Regions from separate parts of the Mus musculus genome. Here regions 1 and 3 are each linked to region 2. Evidence: chromatin contacts called from public Hi-C and promoter capture Hi-C data. All regions are on one chromosome and are shown on one strand. Each heading gives the region's core, a stretch centred on a gene start, on an enhancer-like site or on the middle of the called end of the contact. The rest is flanking DNA. Distances are from core to core; before and after follow the strand shown.

The links. Promoter capture Hi-C pulls out the DNA fragments that hold promoters and counts their contacts. Hi-C and Micro-C count contacts between places; a contact is called where the count stands out from the background.
Region 1: a Hi-C map of CD4 T cells shows a contact between it and region 2, with 5 times the contacts expected there. The contact joins the promoter of Klhl42 here to the promoter of Cmas in region 2. A contact is called at or near these places in 1 of 39 promoter capture datasets (pre-B cells) and 1 of 484 Hi-C or Micro-C datasets (CD4 T cells).
Region 3: a contact with region 2 is called in a promoter capture Hi-C map of pre-B cells. The contact joins the promoter of Med21 here to the promoter of Cmas in region 2. A contact is called at or near these places in 1 of 39 promoter capture datasets (pre-B cells) and 1 of 484 Hi-C or Micro-C datasets (CD4 T cells).

The regions. Positions count from the first base shown.
Region 1 is chr6:147,089,617-147,093,741 of GRCm38.p6, forward strand. Klhl42 (kelch-like 42) reads left to right here and starts at 1,459. Exons shown (of 3, transcript NM_001081237.1): 1 at 1,459-2,751. The coding sequence starts at 1,916.
Region 2 is chr6:142,754,844-142,759,231 of GRCm38.p6, forward strand. Cmas (cytidine monophospho-N-acetylneuraminic acid synthetase) reads left to right here and starts at 1,843. Exons shown (of 8, transcript NM_009908.2): 1 at 1,843-2,183. The coding sequence starts at 1,930. LOC115490443 (a long non-coding RNA gene) reads left to right here and starts at 2,465. Exons shown (of 2, transcript XR_003956544.1): 1 at 2,465-3,767; 2 at 4,024-4,388.
Region 3 is chr6:146,640,839-146,645,031 of GRCm38.p6, forward strand. Med21 (mediator complex subunit 21) reads left to right here and starts at 1,741. Exons shown (of 4, transcript NM_025315.3): 1 at 1,741-1,814. The coding sequence starts at 1,773.

The DNA of each region.
Region 1 (4,125 bases), core at 209-2,708, 4.3 Mb after region 2:
GCACTGATCTGTGGCTATGAACGTAAGTATTCAGAAGGTAACTTGATAGCATATCCATTTAGCAAAGCAACAGCAGTGAGCCCCTTAGGGCTGTGACCCTGAGCACCAATTGTCAGTGTTTAATGATCAATGACAGCTTCATCCACTCAATGATGACATTAAACAACGTGTTCATGAAGCCTTGATACTACTATAGCTTAAATACTTTGTAACAAAGAAGTTTATATGTATTTGTCTTTATGCCCAGCTTTTTAGAACACTGTGTGGTTTACTGAAGTTATTGGATCTTTTAAGATGCCCCATCGTATGGCCAGGGGTTAAAATCTTGCAGGAGCGGTGCCCAGTATTGTCAGGTACCACTTCAGATTGCAGTCCAGCTGACCTCACTGTGGTAATGTGACCAGGGTTGAATTGCCTCTCTAATGAGAATCATTCTCAAAGGTTGGCTTTCTGGTTTGTTTTAAAAGGCAAGAGAATACCAGTTGGTCTGGAAACAAAAGCTTCCATTGGTAAAGATTCTAAAGAGCCAGAGACTAAGAGCCTGTTCTTCTGGTGACTCACTGAATCCTGCCTTGCTGATGGAGGCGCAGACAGATCCAGGTCCAGCCTTTTTTAAGTCAGCCCTCCCAGAAGCCCCCAGCCTGATGTCTAATGGTAGCTGTGGCATTTTGCCTTGCTGTAGAATCTACTAAATCCTTGGCCCCTCACCTGAAACCCTCCTCATACCCCAAACACTGAGAGTGACAGATGGGGAACGGAAGCCTGCCAGGAATGATTGCAGGCCTGTCAATCACGGGGCTGTGTTCCAAGTTTCTCAGAGTATCCAAGAAAGTAAGGCATAGCAAGCCTCAGGTCCATGTGTTGTGTCTCTTTCCCATGGGAAGGCCGGATCCTGCTAGAATGTTTTCTGTACTTCATAGTTCCTTACCTTTGTGTGTATTCTGCAGAATATAATGGCCGACAGCCCTCTCTCTGTGAAGCAGCCGACGGACACAGTAATGCTGGGGAATGCAAGGCAGGGCACCATGGGTACCAGGGCAGACACTATCGCTTCATTACAGCCTTTGGGATCCAGCCTTCTAACCAAGCGTCCCGCCAGGGAACATAGGAAAATGTTCTTTCCTAACAGCTATGATGGGATGGTGGTGGTGGGGTAGATAGGGATGAGAGCGGGCAAGTGCTACCCAGAGGGGACAGCTCTGACGCATCTTCATCTCCGCATCCCCATCTCCGCATCCTCTCCACCCACCTGCCCTTTTTGCTGCTCAGAGACTCTGCTGTCTTGGTGCTGGGGTTTGAACCATGCCACTGCCTGCCTTCCTATCTGTCTGTCTTGTCCATGGAGTTAATAACTCTTCTAATAAATTGCTTAGCCCTAGTAATCCGTTAGTCCACTCTGGAACCACCCCGCGGATCTAAAACCTCGCAGTACTGACTGGCCCAGGAAAACTCACACAGGGACTGTGGGGCTGCGGGAAACACCAGAAGATCAAGTACGGTGACTTGTGCGTAGGGGGCGAGCACCGCGAACCGACGCGTTTGTTTGTTTCCTAACAACACCGTGCTGGAGAAATGCACAGTGGTTAAGAGTGCACACTCCTGCTGCGGAGGACAGGAGCTCCGTTTCCGCGTAGGGCAGCTCACAACCGCCCTTACCTCAGGCTGCAGGGTGATCTGCCGCCTTTGGCTTCCTGGCACCTGCATTGTAGCGGAGGAACCCACATAGACACATGGATTAAAGATCAGAGAGGCCGTTTACTCGGAGGGCGTGTGACGCACCGGCGGGGCTGAGCCCGGGGCCCGCGGCCCGCGGCGGCGGAAGGAAGGAAGCGAGAGCGCAGGCCGGGCTCGGCGGAGGCTGTGCGCCCGGGGGAGGAGCCTGAGCGGCCGAGCGGCGGGGCGCAGCGGCCCAGCCATGTCGGCCGAGGAGATGGTGCAGATCCGCCTGGAAGACCGCTGCTACCCGGTGAGCAAGAGCAAGCTGATCGAACAGAGCGACTACTTCCGCGCGCTCTACCGCTCCGGCATGCGCGAGGCCGTGCGGCCCGAGGTGGGCCCGGAGGTGCAGCAGCTGCGCGGCCTGAGCGCTCCGGGCCTGCGGCTGGTGCTGGACTTCATCAACGCGGGCGGCGCGCGCGAGGGCTGGGGCCTGAGCGAGGACGAGCTGGCCGAGGCTAGTGTGCTGTCCGAGATGGTGGAGGCCGCGTCCTTTCTGCAGGTCACGGCGCTTCTGCGCTTGCTGCTGTCGCACGTGCGTCTGGGCAACTGCCTGGAGCTGTACCGCCTGGCGCAGGTGTACGGACTGCCCGACCTGCAGGACGCCTGCCTGCGCTTCATGGTGCTGCGCTTCCACCAGGTGCTGTGTCAGCCGCAATTCCCGCTACTGTTGTCGCCGCCGCAGGCCCCCGGGGACTGCAGCCTGAAGCAGAGGCTGAGGGAGGCCCGCATGCGCGGGACCCCGGTCCTGGTGGCCCTGGGGGACTTCCTCGGGGGACCCCTTGCCCCGCACCCGTATCAGGGGGAACCCCCGTCCATGCTTAGGTACGAGGAGACCACGGAGCGCTGGTTCCCCCTGGCCAACAACCTGCCCCCCGACCTGGTGAACGTCAGGGGCTACGGCTCAGCCATTTTGGACAACTACCTCTTCATCGTGGGTGGTTACAGGATCACCAGCCAGGAGATCTCTGCCGCACACTCCTACAATCCCATCACCAACGAGTGGCTGCAGGTGGCCTCCATGAACCAGAAGCGGTAAGTGCAAAGGGGGTGTCTGCACCCTTCATTCATTGCCCTGGTGTTTGCTGGCCAGAGGCGATGGCATCTTGCTTAGTGCTGCTGGCCTGTCGCCTCTGGCGGAGTTCCCAGGGAGCCCAGGGCTTGCTAGGAAGAAGACGAGTACTGTGTCAGCTAGCCTAGTGGTCTTCTTTCAGGTGCAGGCCCCAGGTAAGAATGGTTTCTCTGCCTTAGACCGGCTTGCAGAGAAGGCTATTGGGAAAGATAACGGTTGTTTTTCCTTCGCTTTTCTTTAACTTGTCTGACCCGAATTACGGAGACACTAGCAGTAACTTGTAATTCTGGCTTCAGAAATTTTTGTTGTTGCTGACAGTGACTTTGGATCCTTCTCACTTGGGTAGGAGAGCGTGCATCCCCTCTCCCTAGGATGGTGTAAGGGATTTGCCAGAGAGGATTCTCTTCTCTTTTCATCCTCACTTTTGTTTCTTATTTCCTTCTAAGACGGCAATCATCTTTGACCCAAAACTTGAGCCTGGAGCGGTCAGCTACAGAATGGGCGTACCCTTGTCTCTCCAAGTCTGTTGTCTATCTGGGATGCCTCAGACTCCCCGGTCTGGATGCCTGAGTCCCTTGTGGGTAGCTTTAGCATGTACATATAAACCCTACATATACACCTATGCATATATACATTAGCGCATATATATATATATATATATATATATATATATATATATATATATATATATATATATATATACCCTCCTGCATATGTTCAGATGGTTTTCCTTTATCTTGGTATGTTCCTCAGGCTGGTCTTGAACTCCTAGGCATGAGGGTCTGCCATCCTCTGCCTTCCAGCCTTCAGAGAGCTGGGACTAAAGGTGTACAGTACAGTATTGGCTTTCTACAATAAATAATCTGTAACTTATAACTTCAAATGTAAGGCATCTACCATGTCAGTGGTTGAAGGAATGACAAAAACCAACTCGTACTGTTCAATTTCCCCCTCTTATGGCTTGAAGATGCATTCCTTTCCACTTCACCCATCTTTCCCAAGTGGCCTGGGGGACAAGTCAGGGCTTGTAGAGAGGGTTTGTTGCCCCAGCTGCTTGGAAGGCTGAAGCAGGCAGATTCCAAGTTAAAATTCTTCCTGGCCTTCAGAGTGAATTCCAGGCCAGCCTGGATAATGTAGCAAAACCAGAAAGAGTAGGGGAAAGGTGTCTTAGAGGGATAGCACTAGCCTAGAATTTTGAGGCCTCAGATTCAATACCAGTGTCCCAGCAGTAGAAAGAGTAGCCAAGGACAGGATGGGCGCTCTCTCTCTCTCTCTCTCTCTCTCTCTCTCTCTCTCTCTCTCTCTCTCTCTCTCTCCCTCCCTCCCTCCCTCCCTCC
Region 2 (4,388 bases), core at 593-3,092:
TGCTGACTTGGCACTGTGGGAAATGGGACCAGCAGCTGTCTTCAGCTCAAGGCTAAATCAACAAAGAGCCTCCTTCTCCTTCAGGCTTTGAGTTTGAATTAGCTCCGTATGACAACAATGTTTCCACCCAGTGCTGTTCCAGACTTTGTGTCTCTAAGGCTGATAGGCAAAGAACAGTAGAATCCAACTTGGATCCACTTTAGAAAGGACTTGGTGAAAGTGTCCAGTACTGTCAATATTAGCTCCCTTCTTGGTTGAAAGGGGACAGTGTCTCTCCTCTCTGTATATCTTGGGTTGGCTTTCTTCAGAGTGAGTGTAGACCCCCTGGCTCTTCCAGAATACCAAATCTCTCCACCCCTTTACTCCCAGGCTTCAGACTTACACAGTCTTTTAACATCCAAAAACTCAACAAGAGAAGGATCTTTTGTTCTCACAGGAGTCTGGAAAGACTTGTAGCTGTGTTCAGGAAGATAGGACATTTCAAGGGCCAAGATTGTCACACACTGTTACTATGAAAAGAATGTGTGTTTACACCCCACCCGCACCTGGGGAGAGGCAGTGGGTTCTCAAAGGAATATATTTTATCAGACAACTTTTTAAAAGTTTTTTTTTTTTTTTAGAAGGGAACAGGTGTGCACTACACTGGAAGGGATTAATAAAGCTGACACACCAGCAGAAGGTAACACTGTTGGCTGAATTAGCAGGGAATGCCAAGCCCATGGGAGGGGGACGATGGCTTAAAATGTTGAGTTCGAGGCACCTGTAGGACATTAAAATGGGGCAATTTCTTGGAGAGGGAGATGAATCAGGAGCATAGGAAGATTGATGTTTAATATAAAAGCATTAAATCATAAAATAGATCCATGCTATAGTATGGACTAAGAAGTTTCCAAGTGGGGAGGGTCTTCAGTTCATTCATTCATTCATTCCTTGGGAGTGGCAGCTCAGCCAGATTGCCTCAAGTTCCAGGCCACCCTGAGCTATGTCATGAGTTCCTGGCTAATCTGAACTATATAGTGAGTTCAAGGCTAGCTCCAGTCAGAGAGCAAAGCAGAGGATGATGATAACTGTAAGAAAAGAGGATGATGATAACTGTAAGAAAAGTGAGGTAGAGAAGATAGACCTTGATCCCCACAGGTTGAGACTGATTTATTGCAACAGCGAGGGGCCCCAAGCTTTCTGCTGTTGCAGGTTGAGCCCATTTACAGACATTCTCTCTCTCTCTCTCTCTCTCTCTCTCTCTCTCTCTCTCTCTCTCTCTCTCTCTGTGTGTCTCTCTCTGTCTCTCTCTCTCTCTGTCTCTCTCTCTCTCTCTGTCTCTCTCTCTGTCTCTGTCTCTCTTTCTGTCTGCCTCTCTCTGCCTCTCTCTCTGTCTGCCTCTCTCTCTCTCTCTCCCTCTCTCTCTCTCTCTCTCTCATACTGTTTGAGAGCCCAAAATATTGTTTGTGAAACAATTAGGCTGGGACTAAGCAATTCTTTATGGCTAGGGGCTGTTGCCCAGTAAACCCGACTCAGCTTCTCATGACCTGAAGTTACCTAGTATGTTGATGGGGAGTGGTTGGAGAGGGAAAAAAAAGGGAAGAAGGAAGAAATGGAGGAAGGTGTAAGGGGAGGAAGAAATGGGAAAACGGAAAGAGGCTGGAGAGGAGGAGATGAGTGGAGGAGGACTAATTCTCATTTATTTTAGAAATCTCCAGACATTATTGAACACTGCACAAAGCGCCATTCAACTAGAGGCTCCTCTGAGCTCACCTGGCCGGCCCCACTGCAGGGTGACGGCGCGGGGAACTACAACTCCCAGCGTGCCCCGGGGCTGGCGGAGCCGTGGGCGTGGCCTACAGCTGCCACAGCAGGCGGGCGGTACCGAGTGGAGTCGGCGGGGCCGAGCTCCCGGATGTGGAGACGTTGGAGCGGCGGCGTGGGAGGAAGATGGACGCGCTGGAGAAGGGGGCCGCCACGTCGGGGCCCGCCCCGCGTGGACGGCCGTCCCGGGGCCGGCCCCCGAAGCTGCAGCGCAGCCGGGGCGCGGGGCGCGGCCTAGAGAAGCCGCCGCACCTGGCAGCGCTGGTGCTGGCCCGCGGCGGCAGCAAAGGCATCCCACTGAAGAACATCAAGCGCCTGGCGGGGGTTCCGCTCATTGGCTGGGTCCTGCGCGCCGCCCTGGATGCGGGGGTCTTCCAGAGGTGCGCATGTGCGGGAGCCGGGCCCGGGTCGGGGGTCGGGGGTCGGGGTCCCCAGGCCTGACCCTGGGTCGCCCCTGCTTGATGGGCGCCTGTCACCTCTGGGCTGCGCAGACTGCCGGGTGCTGCAAGGCCCGGGAGGCAGCAGGTGCATGAATGGAGTCGAGTTGGGGCTCCCCAGCTTAGAGAGTCTTCCCTCACCTTTGAGAAAAAAATATTCTCTGGCTGTGAGGCTGTGAGTCAGCACAAAGAGGAAATGGTCCCTACGTGTGTACGAGGTATGACTGTTTTATGGGTGTGAATGGGTTTAGCCTACCTCTTGAACTTTGGCCTCACTAAAGGCAGTTTTTATCTCTGCATCCTCTCGGCCTCCACCGGATTGATCAGGAGTTACAAGTTGATGCCATTCATCAAAGGAGGGAGATAAAAATCCTTTGCCAACAAGGAATTTAAATGCCCGTGCTAGCTGCATCCAAATTCTGCTTGAATTTATTGCTACCTTTTGATGATTTGGCTTTTAAGATGATTGATTCAGAAGGCTATTGATTTCCCCATATTATGAAGGCAGATTTTTTTTTTCACCCAACTGACATTGTTTAAAGATGGGATAGCAAAAGATATAAATGTATGAGTTTTCTTTGTGTTTTGACTCAAAGGAAGCTCTGGGTGGAGCTAAAGAAACAGCTGGCTTCTGAAAATAACACGTAATAGGAAGTGTGCTGAGGAGAGATAGGGGAGTATCGTGAATTTGGTTCAGCTCAGTAAACATTTCTTGAGCCCCACTTTTTTCCATACACACGCAAGGAGATAGCAAGACGGTCCGTGCACAGTTCTATCCCTTACGGAGCTCTCGATTGGTTTTTGTTTGGTTTTGTGTTTTTAAACCTCTCAGAATGCAGACTGCAAAGGAGTGAGAAGTTAATTATGTATAGGCCACAGGGACAAAGTAACATCTATGAAGGGAAAAGAGTTTGAAGTCATACTGACCATAGATTGAGAACAAAATTATTGTTCATGACTCTCAGGTCCCATGTCAGGAAATGACTTTCAGAGTGGATTCAGAAAGGGTACTGGTAGAACTGGAGAAATGGCCCGGCGCTTGAGAGCACGTACTGGTTTTCCAAAGGACCCAAGTTCAGCTCTCAGCACCATTGTTGGATAGCTCACAACTGCCTGAAACTCCGCACCAGGAGATTGGATATCCTTTTCTGGTCTCCACAGGCCCTTGGTCTCACGTGGACATATTCACACTATACAATCTTTTAAGGGGAGTGGGAGGGTAATTGATAGAGGCGATGGCTCTGGACAGAATGCTTGCCATGTAAGTCTGAGGAACTAAGATCTCATTCCCTGAGCCCACATAAAATCCAAGTGAGAGTCTAGTGCATCTGCAATTACAGCAGGACAGGAGAATCTGGAAACTCAGGGGACAGTCAGCTTGGTGTACCCAGTGAACAACGAAAGAGAGACCCTGTCACAAACAAGGTGACATGTGAGGACCAGTGCCTGAGGTTGCTCTCTGACCTCCACACATGTACCAAGGCACTCATGCATGTAGTCACACAAACGCCCACCACATATGCACAGGTAAGTCTTTATGTCCCGTAATTAGGCTTAAGAACAAAAGATGAATCTTTTATTCAGCACGTGCTGTCTATTACTATGGGACTGGGTATTGCTGTCTTGAGCCAAGGGTTAGAGCAGCAGCAGGAGCCAGCTATGTAGAACCATTGACAGGCGCAGCCCCATGCCCCCTCTGGAGCCATGGACACTGATAGGAAGAGTAAGGCTTGTTGGGCACAAGCCTCGAATCAAAGGTGACACCCCTGTTCCATCTCTTCAGAGGTGATGCTGTGCAGAACATGCGGGATTTCTGAGGAGTCAACTTTTAGCCCTAGTCACATGGACACAAGATGGTCATCTGTTTTCTTGGTTGTCTACTCTCTTGATGGTGTGACATCCAGGTGTCAGCAGGCATTCCTGACCCTTGTAAACCTGAAGAAAAGTGACTGATTGGAGGTGATGTGACAGATAGCTGTCTTCCTGACAGTTCCCCTTACCCGTCACAGACAAGGCTGCCCTACTGGTTAGTTCTTTGGGGAGTGTGGTTAAACAGTGAAAAACACACTTGTTAGTCCATGCCACATGCTGTGATGTCCAAGCTCATCTCTGCACTTCCTGGCTGCCATGAGGTAGACATCTCTGCTG
Region 3 (4,193 bases), core at 491-2,990, 3.9 Mb after region 2:
TGGAACTTCCTATAGACGAGTGGGAAAAAATATCCCAGAAGCTGAGATCCTCAAAATTATTTCCTCGATTTCAAAATGCCATTCCATCTACTAGAATTTTAAATCCCAAAGTCATGTGTTACTAGGATTTGAGACCTTTGGAAAGTGACTGGGATCTTCAGGTCCCCTTAAGGGCCCATTCATGTTGATGGGCTATAATGTGATTGACGTGTGCTCTCTTGCCCTGCCTTGTAACAGGCCCGGATTTTAGCACAACTTACTCTACGATGAAGTATCATAAAACTGAGGATGTAGGCAGCACCACCTGCCAAAACGAAAATAAAAGTCCATATCAAAGTCCATAGTTCTGGGAAAGTCTGTAAATGTACTAACCTTGCTTTTTGGTTTCTGTAGTTACACTTCTACCCAACTATTTTTGTTAACTGAGTCATGTCAACTCAAGATACGAATTTTGTGCTAGAAAGTTCACCCTGAGGAAGGCTGGGATCCTGAATACCCAGTATAGTCGATGGCTGGCTAATCATGACTATCTGTTGGCTTAAACCACATCTGAGGAGTCTTCTCTGGTGGATACCTCCCAACCTCCTCATCTGTTATGTCCTCCTCTGTTAGGATTCACCAAGAAGGCTCTCTCACGATGACAGTCCACCTTGATAGTGGACTTCCCAGCCTCCAGAACACTGTAGGGAGTAAACGTTCTTTGTAATTGCTTGTCTGTGCTATTCAGTTGTAGCAACAAAAAACAGGCTCACATACCCACCCACCTCCAACTCCAGAAATGATCATCTTGGAAACTATGATAAACAGTTTGTCTGAGTTCCACAAACCAGGTATTTGCAGATTCAGGACTCACTTCCCATCAGAATATCCCCAGGCTAACAGAAATGACCTTTCTGCTATCACCCTTCACACGGAAAACTGTCAGGAAGCCCCAGTTCTAAATTTACATTCTGAAGCTGATCTTTCTTAAGATCGAACCTGCCTAGACCGGGCGTGGTGGCGCACACCTTTAATCCCAGCACTTGGAAGGCAGAGGCAGGCAGATTTCTGCGTTCGAGGCCAGCCTGGTCTACAGAGTTTGCACCTCCTACCTTCAAATGCTCTTCTTCCTCCTTTTCACTTTACTTATCACCCGTTCCTCATCACAGAGCTGTTTAATGCTTTCCATTTCCCCCAGGCACTCCCACTCAGAATTAAAGCACTAATCTAGTCTCCAGTTGGGTAAGCACCTCCTGCCCCAAACTAATTAGCCACCCTTTTCTAGCCATTTTGATTTCCTGGAGAATGTTAATTTCTCGAATTTAAATGTTGTGAATGGCGGGCTGCGAGTATGCTTTGTGGTATACCTGCAAAGTAAAAGCAAAGGAAAACAAGTGTTCCAGATAAACAAAACAAAGAAACGAACGAACAAAAACAAAACCCCTCACAAACAAAACACATTCCAGGCCAGCCAGGACTACACCGTGAGGCATAGCCTCGTCAGAGCTAACAGACAGAATGGAGGAAGCACCTTCCCTTCACAGGCTCGGTCCAGCGTAAACGCGAACCCGTAGCAGCTCAGCCTGCACGCGTCCCTCCTCCCCCACACCAGCCCTGGATCCCACCCGCCTGACGTCAGCAGGCCCGCAGGCTGGCCCCGCCCCTCCCCGGCAGCATGCTTCCTTAACCACGCCCCTCAAGGAGGAAGGCCTGTGATTGGTCCGGAGGCGTCATAAATTGGCCAATCGCTCGCGCTCTAGCAGCTTTTGCGCACCCTTGCGTGCGTGGTGAACATGGCGGATAGACTCACTCAGCTGCAGGACGCTGTGAACTCGGTGAGGGCTTTCCTCTGCTCGCCAGCCTTGCTTTCCTGACGCGGAGAGAGGAGGAAGGGGCGAGGCAAGGCCCCGGGGAGCGCGCAGATTGAGGTCGCCGCGGGCGGCGCACCCCGTGAGGCCTGGGTCTCACGTAGTCCACAGGGCGGGGTCTGAGGAGACGGGCCTGTCCTGAGGGGAGACCGGGCCGGGCGGCTTGTCCTGAGGGGAGGCGGGACCCGGGGGCCTGTCCTGAGGGGAGGTCGGAGCCGCCAGTCTCTCCTAAGGGAGGTGGGACCCGGGGGTCTCTCCTGAGAGGATGTGGGACCTGCCAGTCTCTCCTGAGAGCCATGGGACCCGGGGCCTCTGGTGAGGTGCGAACTTGAGGAAGGGAACGAGTGGCCGCTAATAAGGAGGGGACCCGACGACGGCCTCTCCTGAGGAGACTCAAGGTCTGCGGCCAGGTAGCCAGGAAGCGAGTACTCAAGTTCCAGGGATGCTTCTAGAACTTCCTTTGTGGGGCAGCACACGCCTAAGCACTTTTGTGTGTATCCCTCCCTCGCGTTTCAATTTCAACCTGCCAAACGGATTTCTCCTGTGATTCCACCTCTGAGGCTGAGACAGGAGGATTGCAGCGAGCTCCGGGCCAGCCTGAGCTCCAGTTTGATAGCCCATCTCAGAAAACAAAACACAAAAGACCACAACAAAGTGTTGAGTGTTTGTAGGTTGGTGTATGAGTGACCAGGGCGTGAGCTTGCCTTGCTTTCTGTAGGCCTTCACTCCTCCCTCCGCTCTTGGCGACTCCAGCACCAATGGTTGGAGAGTAACGTCTAGAAGAGGCCAGATCCTGGCCTCTCCGTTTCTTTGCATTTGTTTAAGTCTGCTTTACGATCTTCCCTAAGAGGCTCTTATAGGTGGAGTGAAGCTCTTACAGCACAGTACCACAGAACAGTGAATGTACACAAGAGGGATTTTTGTTTTGTTTTGAGATGGTCTCACTGTGTAGCTCTGGCTGACCTGCACACTGTGGAGACCAGATTGGCGTTAAAAACAAAAAAAAAAAACAGCCCAGTAATCAAAATCTACAACAAAAGCTCCTGAAAACTGCTAGCTTCTCTAACTTTGTCGCCTCTGGCTGTTATTCTGGCTTAATTGTACATGAATGGAAAACTAAATACTGAGCCTGGAATGGTGACCCACATCTTTAATTCCTGTAATCCCAGCACTTGGGAGGCAGAGGCAGGCGGATTTCTGAATTCAAGGCCACCTGGTCTACAGAGTGAGTTCCAGGAGAGCCAGGGCTACACAGAGAAACCCTGTCTCGAAAAAAAAAAACCAAACCAAAACAACAACAACAAAAATAGTGCAACAGTTTTCCATTGGTAATTAAAATCTCTTAGTGTCATTCTGGTTGTAGTTTGATGTAGAAGAGCCTACACAGTATATGCCTGCTGAAAAAAAAAATCTAAATACCTAGTTCTCTGGACAGTGTTTTTTAAACAGGAATGTTATAACAAGGCTTCTTGGTAATTCATCATTTTTGAGAGTACATTGAAATTGTGTATCTACTAGTGGGAAGACTAGTCTATTCTGTGTAAATAAAGTAGTTTTAAAGTTGAGGGGCTATCTCTTAAATGTTGATGAAGTCACCAAGGTACATTCTGTTTTGCAAAGATTCCCTGGGCTGCCAGCCAACCTCTCCCAAGAAAATACTTTTGTAATTTTACAAGTCTTTCTTGTTTTAATTTAAATTTTTTTGGTTTTACAAATCTTAATAATGCTGTGTAGAAGCTCATCTCCTAAGTATGCATATTCATGTAGGTCCTATAGTTAGGATGTTAAGGATACGATATAGTCTTAGGAGTACTGATAATTGAGTTAATATGTATGCCTACTGTGTCTACAGGGAATGTGTTTACAAAGAACTATTCTAGGAGCTTAGAAAGATGTCATAAACTCAAGAGACTTTTAGATGATGCAAACAAACCCCATATGTGGCTAGGGAGTTACAGTGGATTGTTTTCAGCTCTTAAGAGCTAAAGTAGATTGGAACACAGAGCAATATTAACATTTGTTCTGCCATCTGGAAACTCCATGTTCATTTCTATAATATATACAGTACTTGTCATGGAGTTGGTTTTTCAATAAATATTTTTGAACAGATTAATAATGGGTCTTGAATGAATTTACAAGACAGAACACTAGCTGCTGTATTGAGTAAGCTTCATTTATATTTTTCTTTCTTATGACAGTGCTGCTAAATAGAACACTGCAACTTAGAAAGCCAACCAGGTTAGCTTTTCAATGACAATTCAGAATTTTACATTGAAATAATGACAGCAAAACAATAGAAATGTTTATTGATTGGAAATACTAAATGAGGCTTCAGGGGTTAGGACT